3 separate regions of the Mus musculus genome follow, and regions 2 and 3 are each linked to region 1. The links are chromatin contacts, called in public HiChIP or PLAC-seq and Micro-C maps. All regions are on one chromosome and are shown on one strand. The core of a region is the stretch at or near the end of the contact, and the rest is flanking DNA. Distances in the headings are between cores, read along the strand shown. Region 1 holds the start of Esx1 (extraembryonic, spermatogenesis, homeobox 1). Region 2 overlaps Slc25a53 (solute carrier family 25, member 53). Region 3 holds the start of Slc25a53 (solute carrier family 25, member 53).

The links. A called contact is a pair of places that touch in the nucleus more often than the background predicts. HiChIP or PLAC-seq counts read pairs in DNA pulled down with a chosen protein or histone mark.
Region 2: a Micro-C map of trophoblast stem cells shows a contact between it and region 1, with 4 times the contacts expected there. The contact joins the enhancer-like site here to the promoter of Esx1 in region 1. A contact is called at or near these places in 1 of 39 promoter capture datasets (the C10 cell line), 3 of 15 datasets of contacts at CTCF or cohesin (embryonic stem cells, large pre-B cells and pro-B cells), 5 of 484 Hi-C or Micro-C datasets (embryonic stem cells and trophoblast stem cells), 4 of 115 datasets of contacts at active chromatin or transcription factors (embryonic stem cells and stem cell-derived neural progenitor cells) and 3 of 9 other capture datasets (adipose tissue, embryonic stem cells and liver).
Region 3: an H3K27ac HiChIP or PLAC-seq map of embryonic stem cells shows a contact between it and region 1, with 7 read pairs. The contact joins the promoter of Slc25a53 here to the promoter of Esx1 in region 1. A contact is called at or near these places in 8 of 39 promoter capture datasets (the 3T3-L1 cell line, the C10 cell line, the HPC-7 cell line and 3 more), 3 of 15 datasets of contacts at CTCF or cohesin (embryonic stem cells, large pre-B cells and pro-B cells), 32 of 484 Hi-C or Micro-C datasets (differentiating embryonic stem cells, embryonic stem cells, extraembryonic endoderm stem cells and 13 more), 20 of 115 datasets of contacts at active chromatin or transcription factors (the SCID.adh cell line, cardiomyocytes, differentiating embryonic stem cells and 7 more) and 4 of 9 other capture datasets (adipose tissue, embryonic stem cells, liver and 1 more).

The regions. Positions count from the first base shown.
Region 1 is chrX:137,118,505-137,122,395 of GRCm38.p6, reverse strand. It overlaps Esx1 (extraembryonic, spermatogenesis, homeobox 1), which reads left to right and starts at 2,070. Exons shown (of 5, transcript NM_007957.2): 1 at 2,070-2,452; 2 at 2,700-2,825; 3 at 3,594-3,891. The coding sequence starts at 2,368.
Region 2 is chrX:137,017,815-137,021,705 of GRCm38.p6, reverse strand. The region is part of intron 4 of Slc25a53 (solute carrier family 25, member 53); the gene reads left to right. Among named protein-coding and RNA genes, the nearest start is that of Slc25a53, 19 kb to the left of the region's middle. Within about 2 kb of position 1,910, at least 10 of the 459 cell types and tissues checked have an H3K27ac peak or open chromatin away from gene starts, as enhancers often do. A contact at or near this core is called in trophoblast stem cells, where this site is marked.
Region 3 is chrX:137,036,637-137,040,527 of GRCm38.p6, reverse strand. It overlaps Slc25a53 (solute carrier family 25, member 53), which reads left to right and starts at 2,226. Exons shown (of 7, transcript NM_001082412.2): 1 at 2,226-2,304.

The sequences.
Region 1 (3,891 bases), core at 821-3,320:
TAGGACCATTACTTAATATTGTAAGGATCACTTTAACATAAGCACCGAGCTATCACAACCATCAGTCTAATAAAACGACTGCTCTGCTACTCAGCCCGTAAGCTTCTGGGGACACGGGACACAAGGAGCTAATTTACTTCCTAGGCCGGTTGGCCAGCAGCAGCCTAATGTGCCCTCACAATTCACAGAAGTTCGAATTTATGAGCAGTTCTAGAACTTTCAACAGAATATATCCTCTGCTGGAGATGACCAAAGGCAACTAAAGCCTGGAGAAAGCCTGGACGCCCGAGGGGGGTGGGGGGTGGGGGACACGCCGCCTTCCTTTCTTCCCTCCGGCGCATTTGAGCCTGCCCTTTTGATTTCTCGGCGTGGTGCTGAGCAAGTTGAAGGGGGACATTAGAAATTCGGCAGTTCTGGATCCCAAATTTCCTCTTGTTCCAAGCAATCCAGGTAAGCAATCCAGTCTGGTGCGAAGGGACGTGGCCTAGTCTCGCGAGAAGCAGATTCAGAGCCGTAAGACCTCATCCAATGGTCTTTTCCTTCAATTAACGCCCGCAACACACACACACACACACACACACACACACACACACACACACACACACACACGCACGCACGCACACACACACATGCACACACACGCACACACACACACACACGCACACACACATACACCACTGCCTGGAACATCCTTCGAATTAAGACACAAGTAATAAAGGAAAAAGTGCACGGACTTCGTAGTGAAACTGCCAAGTTGCCTGGCCTCCTGCGAAAAGGCCCACCACTGTGAGTCCGGGACAGCCAGGGCTGGTGCCATTGGGAAAACCCTGTCTCGAACACGTACCCCGTGCCCCTACTACCCCCCCCCCGTAACAAAAGTGAAAATGCCAACCAAAGGCCTGTAAAGGCAAAAATGTAGAACAAATCGTGCAGTGCCAAACACAAGGACCACAAAAAACAAGGATGTCAACACTTGAGAACATCTTTTGGAAAATTATACAGCCGTTTTAAATTTGACTCGCCATTTTCTAGACGGGGGGGGGGGGGGAGATAGTCCCAGGAAAAGGAAGGGGGAGGGGCGTGAATGTGGAGGTAGAGCGTTCTCCCGCCTTTTGAGCTTAGATACCCCAGAATTAGGCGGGCTTTTGGTTCAAGGCAGAGCAAGTTTCTACGATGCATTTTGTACTAAGAGCGAGCTATCTAACTCCGCAAAGGCACCAAACTCAAGTAACTTAGGCATTTTTGGGTCTCTTAAGCTTTTGGCAGAGTCCTTTATAGTAAGCCGGTTCGTTCCCAAAAATTACAACGCTCTAGAAGTATTTGAAGAGGCATAAAGGGTTTCTTGCAAGGTGTCCGTCCTACTTGCGCCTGTGTCACCCCAAAGACGCTGCTGAGTTTGTTGGCAAAGCCAACTCACTACGTTCTGGGAAAGCTTTGGGAACCAACTCAAAGCTCGAAAAGCTGGCCTTGTTGGCTTCCAGCACTTGGGAGGCAGCGGCAAGCAAGAGTATCTCTAAGTTCGAGGCCAGCACACTCTACGGTGTGTGTTCTAGGACAGCTAGGGATGCACAGAGAAACTTTGCCTCGAAAAGCCACAAAAAAAAAAGCCCAAAAAGCCAAAACAAAACCCCCAAAAAACTACAAAACCCAGCTTCCTGCCTACCTAAACATATTAGGGCTCTAATTCAGACTCTAGGTGCAAGAGTACAAAAACAACAAACAAAGCTCTAGTCATAAGTCACCGAGTCCTTGGTCGAGTCCAGTGTCCAAAGGGTGGCGGGAGGGGGAACCCATTTTGTTAGACTGTGCGTTCCCAACCCGTAAGTCCACGTAAATTTTTTCCTTGGGGGACGTAAAATGACATGCTTCGGAACATAATATTTAAGGGTGTGCGAGCTGGTGCGAACTCGGAGCTGCTAAATTATGATTCACAGTCTTGTGCAGCCCCTTAGTGCTCTGGGACGCCTAGGTAGAGTTGAAAAGTCAGTTAACAGCACGTGGAAGCGGGTCTCCGCGCGCGCGTGCGCGCGCGCGGGCGCGTAGGGAGCTCAAAGTCCGACCGGCACTTTAACAAACACACTCCCTGTCACCAGAGCACCCCCTACAATGTAGTCCCACCCTACAGTGTAGTCCCACCCATTCCGAATGGAAACACTCCTATTTCTAATGGGGGCTTGAGCGGAGGCACACTACGTAAAATCTGATCCCTAAGAGGCACAAGGGCTGACCACCCTATAAAAGGGGCGTGACTCCTCAACGAGCGCCACTCGGGTACGGGAGAAGCAGCTGGTACCACCTCTGGCCAGGACCTCGGAAGCCAAGAAGTCCGCAGAAGCTGGTGACTTAACAACCCACCGCGCTCCGGTCATGGAATCTCACAAAAAGTGCCCCTGCTGCTACTGCACTGACTTGAAGACCTTTGTTGGAGCAGTGAAGGAGGAAACACTTCAGGGTCAGTCGGTGCCGCCTCGACGCGTTTAGATTCGAGAAGAACTCGGGAGGACAACTTTTTTTTTTCTGTGCGCGCGCACGTATGCGCGCGCACAGAAGGTGACGAAGTGCGGTCAGCTTCTCGGACCTTCGCAGTCTCCGCCGCTCCTTTAGAGTGGCGCCTCGCTCTTCCCACTCTTCCCAGCCCTACCTAGGCTCCAAACCGCTTTTCTTTTTTTTTTTTCTTTTTTCTTTTCCCCCTTCTCCAGATCCACAGCCTAGCTTGAGCTCAACGCTTTTGGAGGGAGCAGACTACCAGGAAAACGCGGAATCTGAAACAACTTTCTACTCCGACTTTGGAGCCAGCCCGAAGGAGGAAGAAGTGGAGATGGAGAGTCAGTATCTGGACAGGGATAGGTTCTTAACGGGCAATTTAATTTGGGCTCGGCCTGATGTTCCCGGGTTGCGCGTGGGGGAAGCAGGGCGGCGGGAAGGGAGCCCCGGGGTGGGGGTGGGGGCGGCGGCGGGGAGCGGGACGGCGTGGGGGACGCCGGAGGGGGTAGCGTCCGGCGTGGAGTGGGGGCTGCGGCGGCCGGGAGGGGAACTGTGTGGAGGGGCGGCATGGGGAGGAGAGCCGCGGCGGCGAGAAGGGGGCAGCAGGCGCAGGGGTGGCAGCGCTGTAGCGAGCGGGCGGCAGGTAGAGAGGCGTCGAGGAGCCGGGACGGCAGCGCGGAGACGCGCGACCCGCGGCCTGGGGAGAAGGCAGCAGGTAGAGGGGCGGCGGGGAGCAGGGACGGAAGGCGGCGCGGCGACGCGCGACCCGCGGCGTGGGAAAAAGGCAGAAGGTAGAGGGGCGGCGGGGAGCAGGGACGGAAGGCGGCGCGGAGACGCGCGACCCGCGGCGTGGGAAAAAGGCAGAAGGTAGAGGGGCGGCGCGGAGACGCGCAACCCGCGGCCCGGGGAGAAGGCGGCAGGTAGAGTGGCGGCGGGGAGCCGATGCAGTCAAATGCCACCCTTCTAGAGTGAGGCCCTTACCCTCCCTTTCCCCGCGCGCCTCTTGGGCGCGCACCCCTCTAGATGGAGCCGCTCACCCACTCTTTTCCACAACTCTTTTGGGCACCAACGAGCTGGTCTTGTTTGTTTGTGCTTTTCCCCTTTCCCAGACTCTCTGTTCAACTCCATGTTTCTGGAAGAAGCAAACTACCAGGAACCCGAGGGATTCGAACCCTCAAGAGGAGAAGCAGCAGCGCCGGTTGCAGAAGCACCGCAAGCCTGGAATGGGAATGAAAACCTTGGAGGCGGCTTCCTGGAGTCCAACGCTCAGCTGGGGGAGGCGGATGCCGCCCCTGTGCGGCAGTCCCTGATGCGTCCTCTGATGCAGCCTGTTGCTCAGTCTTCGCCGCAACCCCTGCCCGCAAACCCGCTGCAGGCCCCGCAGCAGCCCGAGGAGCAGGAGGAGGA
Region 2 (3,891 bases), core at 661-3,160, 100 kb after region 1:
CTCAAATTCCTTTCATGTCCAGGACCCAGCTTACGCTTTGAGCAATTTAAGAGGCAGGAGCCTGCAAGTCTGGCCACCTGGGCAGATGGGTGATTCACACAGCAAGGATTTTGCCAGAGTTTTAAAGTATGCTAGTGTTCTTTTCAGCTTGCCCACCTGGCTGAATCACACTTTTCCTGATAAGACCGCAGGGAGTGCAATTACAGCCCAGGACTTAAGGGCAGCTGTGACCCTGTAGCTATGCAGGGACAGATCCTAAAAATAGATCCCTGTTGAAGATACCTTCTTGGGGATGCACCTAATGGCCGCTCAATCTTGGTAAACGGAGATGCACATCCTAGCACAGCAATTTTGCTTATCTCAAACAGGCCTGCATAGAACACTACTCATCTCTGAGGTATTTTGGAGGAATCCATCGCTGAGCTAAGTTCTGCTCTCTGGTTTAATGTCTCCTGAGCAAAGAGGTTAGTGAGGCCTTTATAACATCCAGGCTATCAGTTTGAATTTCTTCTGCATCAGTCTCTGGAATAAGAATCATTGGTGGGGCTGGAGAGATGGCTCAGTGGTTAAGAGCACTGACTGTTCTTCCAAAGGCTATGAGTTCAAATCCCAGCAACACATGGTGGCTCACAACCATCTGTAATGGGATCTGACGCCCCCTTCTGGTGTGTCTGAAGACAGCAACAATGTACTCACAGATATAAAATAAATAAATCTTTTTTTTTTTTTAAAGAATTGTCGGTGTGCAAATATGAGGACCCTAGTTCAAAACCCTAGCACCCAACAGGAGGATCCTTGGAGACCTGCTGCCAGCCAGCCTAGCCCCAGGTTTAGTGAGACTCCCTCATCTCAAGGGAATAATGTCCAAAGTGAAGAGCAGGACATTCAAAGCCCTCCTCTGGCCTCCATGACAGCTCCCCACCCAACCCCTACATGAATGGAGTTTATCTTCAGAATCTCTTTAAAAACTTTGTGTTGGGGTAGAGGCTAGGGGAGGGTTTTGAATGTCCTGCTCTTCACTTTAGACATTAATCCCTTGAGATGAGGGAGTCTCACTAAACCTGGGGCTAGGCTGGCTGGCAGCAGGTCTCCAAGGATCCTCCTGTTGGGTGCTAGGGTTTTGAACTAGGGTCCTCATATTTGCTTTTTTTTTTTTTTTTTTTTTTTTTGGGTTTTCGAGACAGGGTTTCTCTGTATAGCCCTGGCTGTCCTGGAGCTCACTTGGTAGACCAGGCTGGGCTCGAACTCAGAAATCCGCCTGCCTCTGCCTCCCGAGTGCTGGGATTAAAGGCATGCGCCACCACGCCTGGCTGGGTCCTCATATTTGCACACCGACAATTCTTTAAAAAAAAAATTTATTTATTTTATATCTGTGAGTACATTGTTGCTGTCTTCAGACACACCAGAAGGGGGCGTCAGATCCCATTACAGATGGTTGTGAGCCACCATGTGTTGCTGGGATTTGAACTCATAGCCTTTGGAAGAACAGTCAGTGCTCTTAACCACTGAGCCATCTCTCCAGCCCCACCAATGATTCTTATTCCAGAGACTGATGCAGAAGAAATTCAAACTGATAGCCTGGATGTTATAAAGGCCTCACTAACCTCTTTGCTCAGGAGACATTAAACCAGAGAGCAGAACTTAGCTCAGCGATGGATTCCTCCAAAATACCTCAGAGATGAGTAGTGTTCTATGCAGGCCTGTTTGAGATAAGCAAAATTGCTGTGCTAGGATGTGCATCTCCGTTTATCAAGATTGAGCGGCCATTAGGTGCATCCCCAAGAAGGTATCTTCAATAGGGATCTATCTTGAGGATCTGTCCCTGCATAGCTACAGGGTCACAGCTGCCGTTAAGCCCAGCTCTGTAATTACGTTCCCCGTAGGCAGGAAGAACTGGGTCCTGGAAGTCAGGAGGGTGGAGGGGCTGAGCCGGAAGAAAGATTAAAAGCCCTGGTTGGTTGAAGAGTTCCACAGAGCTGGCAAGCCTCAAACATTCTAAGGCTTGAATTGGAACACTGGTCGATGTCAAGGTCTAAGTAGTGCCAGTACATGGGTCTGATAAAAACCTGCAACACAAGCTGATGCCAAGAGCTAAGGAATTCCTTGATTCCCAGGTCCAAACAAAAGTGCAGGGTAAAGGTCCCCAATACTGTCTTTAACACTAGTCCAAGCAGGTCCTAGCTAGGCCACCAGAGGGAGCACTTCTCCCTTATAAGGTAGAAGTGGTTCCAAGCCATGGAGAGTTCACTGCAAATCATAATTCTCCCAAGTTTGCTTTATCTCCTCACATAGACAGTCTGTGGAACTAGGTGTGCATTAGGCAGAGGACTAGTGCACAGAGGAGAAACAGCACCAGAGGAAATGGGAGATCACTCACAGTGTCACAGGCTAACACAACAGCAAAAGCCCCGCCCCACCCCACCCCCCACACTAAAACTGTCTTGACTGGGGCTATGCCTTCCTTCAGAAGCCAGAGCAGTCACCTAGAATCGCTGTGTAGTTTCCGCAGTGCATCGGTAGAATGTGCAGGATAGCAGTTCTGGTATATAGGTAGCCTACCAGGCTTAAGCCATCAAGTTTTCTGTAAAGGCACGTGGGGAACACAGAAGAAAAAGGAGTTCAACAACTTCCAGTGAAAGGCTCGGTGGTCTTGCCCCTGATGTCTTTGCTTATCGAAGGGAAATGGATCCCAGGAGGAGTGCTTATAATTGGGACTTACTATAACCTGGTGTGATGACACAAACCTTTCAGCCCCGAACTCCTGGGACGGAGGTGATAGATCCATGAGCTCTTGAACAGACAGGGGAGGCATGGAATCCTCCCTATCAGTATCATTTACGAGCAATTCTTCATGTATCTATTGACCATATGTATGTATGTCTTTCTTCAAGAAATGTCTATTGAAGTCTATATTATTAAGTTGAGTCATTGTTTTATTGCAACTGAGTTCGCTGTTTGAGACAGGGTTTCTCCGTGCAGCCCTGGCTATCCTGGACCGCACTTGGTAGACCAGGTTGGCCTCAGACTCAGAGACCTACCTGCCTCTGCCTCCTGAGTGCTGGGATTAAAGGCGTGCGCCACCACTGCCACCTAGTGCAACCAAGTTCTTTATAGATTTTAGAACTAGCCTTTTATTCCATGTGGCTTGTAGAGACTTCCTTGTGCCCCCGAGGTTGACTCCTTGCGCAGCTCTCTGGGCTGTTCACTCCCATTTGTTTATGCTGCTCCTTGTCTCCTCATTGATTTTTTTTTTTTTTGTTAAATCTCCTCCTCAAATTAATTATACAGACCAGTGTCATTTTTTTCTCCACTACTTTTTTAGGTCTGTTTTTCAGTTGTTGGTGTTGTTTGACTGTACTAAAACGGGACCATTCCTGTTGTCCTTTAATGCACGTTTCAATGGGGGAACAAAGATACTCTTCTTAAATTAAACAAAGAAGATTTCCTTCAACTTTGCCTAAAACCATACACGCTTAAAATGATACATTACCTATTTTCAATGAAACTCCCTAGCTGAGTTATATACTCAAGTGGTAGTCATTTACAATGGGACTCTTGTTCCCACTTATGGCATCAATAACATGAAAGGGGTATTTCTAATTTCTGGTAAATTATGTCAATAATACAATTGTGACAATACTTGACAGAGAAAGATTAATTGTAAGATTAATTATCATCAGAAGTTATAGTCATTTTTTCAAACTCAGGGCCACACAGTCAGGAATGCAATTGCAGCAGATCTTTGTTTCAGGTTTCCTTTCACAGAGTAGCCTTAAACAGTTTCTAGAAGGAAGCAACCCACAGTTCCAGCAACTTGTGAAACCCTCCCACCAACCGAAAAGGAAGTTAAGGTCAGGACACATTGATTAGAGGCTCCCATCTGGCTCCCTG
Region 3 (3,891 bases), core at 977-3,476, 82 kb after region 1:
ATCATCAAGGCAGGAGCATGACATTGCCCAGGTAGGCATGGTGCAGGAGGAGCAGAGAGTTCTAAATCTTCATCTGAAGGCTGCTAGCAAAATACTGGCTTCCAGGCAGCTAGGGTTAGGGTCTTAAAGCCCATGTCCAAGGTGACAGACAAACCTACTCCAACAAAGCCACACCTTCTAATCGTGGGACTCCTTAGGCAGAACATATACAAACCATCACATTCCACTCCCTGGTCCCCATGGGCTTGTTCAAAGCACTCTTAACACTTAACCAGAAAACAGTCTCTGCTGGGCTTTTTTGAGACTTTCTTTGTTAATGCAATTAACATAAATCTCTTTACCTTAGCCTCAGGTAGACTCTTTAGACAAGGGCAAAACCAGCCACATTCTTCACCAAAGTACCACAAAACAGTCTCTAGGCCACATACTGAAAATTTTCTCATCTGAAACATCTTGGGCCAGGTCTGCACAATTCAAATTAGTCTCAGCAACAAAATCTTCCATATTCCTACTAGGATGGCCTATTAAGCCCCATTTAAAGCATTCCACTGCTTTCCAAATCCAAAGTCCCAAAATCCACATTCTTCTAAACAAAAGCATGGTCAGGCCTATTACAGCAATACTCCAGTCTGTGAGCAGACTAATGCAACTATTATAAAGGACAACATTTAATTGGAACTGGCTTACAGGTTCAGAGGTTCAGTCTATTATCAAGGCAGGAGCACGGCAGCATCTAGACAGGCATGGTGCAGGCAGAGCTGAGAGCAGTTCAAGGCCAGCCTGGTCTACAAAGTGAGACAGGACAGCCAGGGCTATACAGAGAAACCCTGTCTCAAAAAAAAAAAAAAGAATTATAATTTCCAGGTCTTAGAGAAATGGCTCATCAGTTAAGAGCTCTTGTTGCTCTTGCAGAAGACCCCGGTTTGGTTCCCAGCACCCACACAGCACCCAAGAAGCCCTTTTCTGGTCTCTCTGGTCAGGAAGCACACAGGTGGTCCAAATGTATATATGCAAGTAAAACACACACAGAAAATACAATCTTTTTTGTTTTTTAATCATGGGGCTGGAGAGAGATCTCAGTGGTTAAAAGTACTGGCTGCTCTTCCAGAAGTCCTGAGTTTGATTCCCAGCACCTACATCGTGCAAACACCCCTTTATCTCATTCCAGGGGATTCAGCACCCTCTTCTAGCCCCTGTGGGCAACAGACACCCACTCAGTGTACAGACATAAATTCAAGCAAGAGACCTAAAATATAAAATGATCTTAAAGGTTAAAAATAAATTTAAAATATTTCTTTTGATATACTGCTTAATTTTGTGCTACAAAATGTTTCTCTTCTCAGTAGCACACTAGCAGTAGGTACTGTTAGTATACTCATTCTACAAAAAGAGAAAACCAATTGAATACCTGATTAATATGTCCACGTTGATAGTGGGTGTGTGGAGAATTCAATCCAGAAACTACACTTCAAAAAGTCCCTAGGGGCCATTGAAATGGCTCTGGGGGTGAGAGCTTGACTACTTGGGTTCAGTCCCCAGATCCCACAAAGTGGTAGCAAAGAATCAATTCCTGAAGAGTGTCTTCAGATCACCACCATGGGCGTCCCTTGGCACCCTCGCCCACAAGCACAATAAAATAGCCGCCGCATTTAAGGTCTGCAGTGAAGTCACACAGGAACCACAAAGATGGGAAAGAGAGGGTATAAAGGGTTTCAGGTTCAAAGTGAACACATCAGAAAGGGCACATCGCACATGGGAGGCAGAGGCAGGCAGATTTCTGAGTTCAAGGTCAGCTTGGTCTACAGAGTGAGTTCCAGGACAGCCGGGGCTACACAGAGAAACCATGTCTCGAAAAACCAACCAAAAAAAGGGGGGGGGGGTTCGGGGCTGGAGTTGGCCCAGCAGGCTTAAATGAGTCACAATAAACTATCACATGGAGAAAATGATTTTCAACTTCAAAATAGTTGGTAACTGAGCCCACCTCGAACAAATGAGATAGGGGCAGGTAAAGAATTTTATCTGCTTTAGCACAAAAGATGCTAAACTGTTGCTGGTTGTATGGAGTTGGCCCGCCAAAGCCCGGCAACTCTGGGGTGTGGGGGAGGGGTGACAAGCCCTGGTTGGAAGTTGGAGCCAGCTGGGGTTGAAGGAGGAACACGCCGCAGCACGGCGTCTTGGGTGGTCCCGGAAAGCTGCCACGAGATTCTGGGGGCGGCGACCTTCGCAGAGGCTTCTGGGATCGGGCCCCGTGTTGCTACTGCCGCTACTGTTGCCGATGCTCCCGGAGGCCATACGGCTGGATAGGTCAGTCCCAGGGAAGAGGACAAGGTGGGATGTCGCGGCGGGGTGTCTCCGGCTCAAGGTTAGAAACCTCCAGCTGCCAAAAGGCTCAAAGAGATGGGAACTGAAGTGAGGAGATTGGGGGCTGGGGGTTGGGTGAGAACGGACCGAACACCCGGCGACTGTTGATGACGCCACAGCAGCGCGTGTCGCTGTTTCCGGTGTGCTGGCCGCTGGGTTTGTTTTGTTTTATTTTAGGTTAGGGATCGGCGAGATACAAGGATGGACCCTAAAAGATGAAGCAAAGATAAGAATTAGGCAAGAAACTGTTGCTGCCCAGTCCTCACACATATAGATCGTGTTCGTATGAAACTGTCTGGGCCCTTCTTTGGTTTCAGATCCATTCTGTGTCTGTTGGGATGGTTGTTTTGTGTTACACCTTAACGAATGGTGCTCTTGCCTTGTTCAGTGGATTCGGTAGTCCGCTGTGAGCTGGGGGGGGGCGGGGGGGGAGTAGGTTTAGTACCCTTCACATTCTAACAACTGTCATTTACATTTGAATTGGAACAGTTAGAGCACAAAGAGTTAGCGACCCAGGAGCTCTGGAGAAAGGGTTGGAGGAGTGCTCTCTTTGATGGGACTGCTTTCACACCTTTTGGATGGATAAATAAATAAATAAATAAAGCCAACTTTTCCTCCAGGCATTTTTTCCTGGGGCTGTTAGCTCCCGGTGCAGCTATTTGGCCCGAGTGAGGAGTGGAGGCGGACTTAATGCCAAGATAGTTTATTGCTGGTGAGAGAATTTGCTATTCAAGAGCAGGACCCCTGTGGGAAAATTAATCTTAACCTGAGGCCAGAATCTACTCCTGCACTAGGATCCAGTTTGTAATCTGGTTAGGATGTCAGAGCACTCTGCATTTGAAATTCTTGTGCTACGTCTTTGTTTTGTAAGCTAAGTCAGTTGACAGCGTGCAGTCCCAAACTCTTCAAAACCTTAAGCAGACTTTTAAAGATTCTGAACGGCCAGAAATCAAGATGTTTTATTAATGAGAGAAGCAAGGGATGAAGCATGCTACTGCTTCTTACATTCTTCCACTCGTTCTGTTTCTCTGAGGGACTTGTTTAGACACAGGCTGCTGGTTCACTTATATGAGTTTTTTTTTCCTTCATTATTATTTTGGGGGGAAGGAAAGCCTCCTAGAATTTAAATTTTTAACAATTTGCAGGAAGCAGCACCTGTCACAGGACTGTCCTTGGAAACCTGTTGAACCAGCATCCCTAGCCAACCTGTGTCTCACAAGTGTATCAGGATAGTGATGAGTGTGGCCCGGTACAATTTCTAGACCACAACTTGAAGCCACGGTGCCAAACATTTGCACACAGTTTGCCACAGAGGTGACATATAACCTTGAAAGTGTTACTGGAGGGCTTCAGTTCTAATTACCAAGTAATGTTTTTGCTGACCAGGATTCAAATGCTCCCTCACATTAACAAGAAAAAGAGTTATGGATACAGGACTGAATTGCGTCACCTTTTCAGTCTGTCTCCACCTTGCCCATAGCAGGGTTACAGATGATAGAAAACACGATGCAGATATCAGGAAGTGTATGC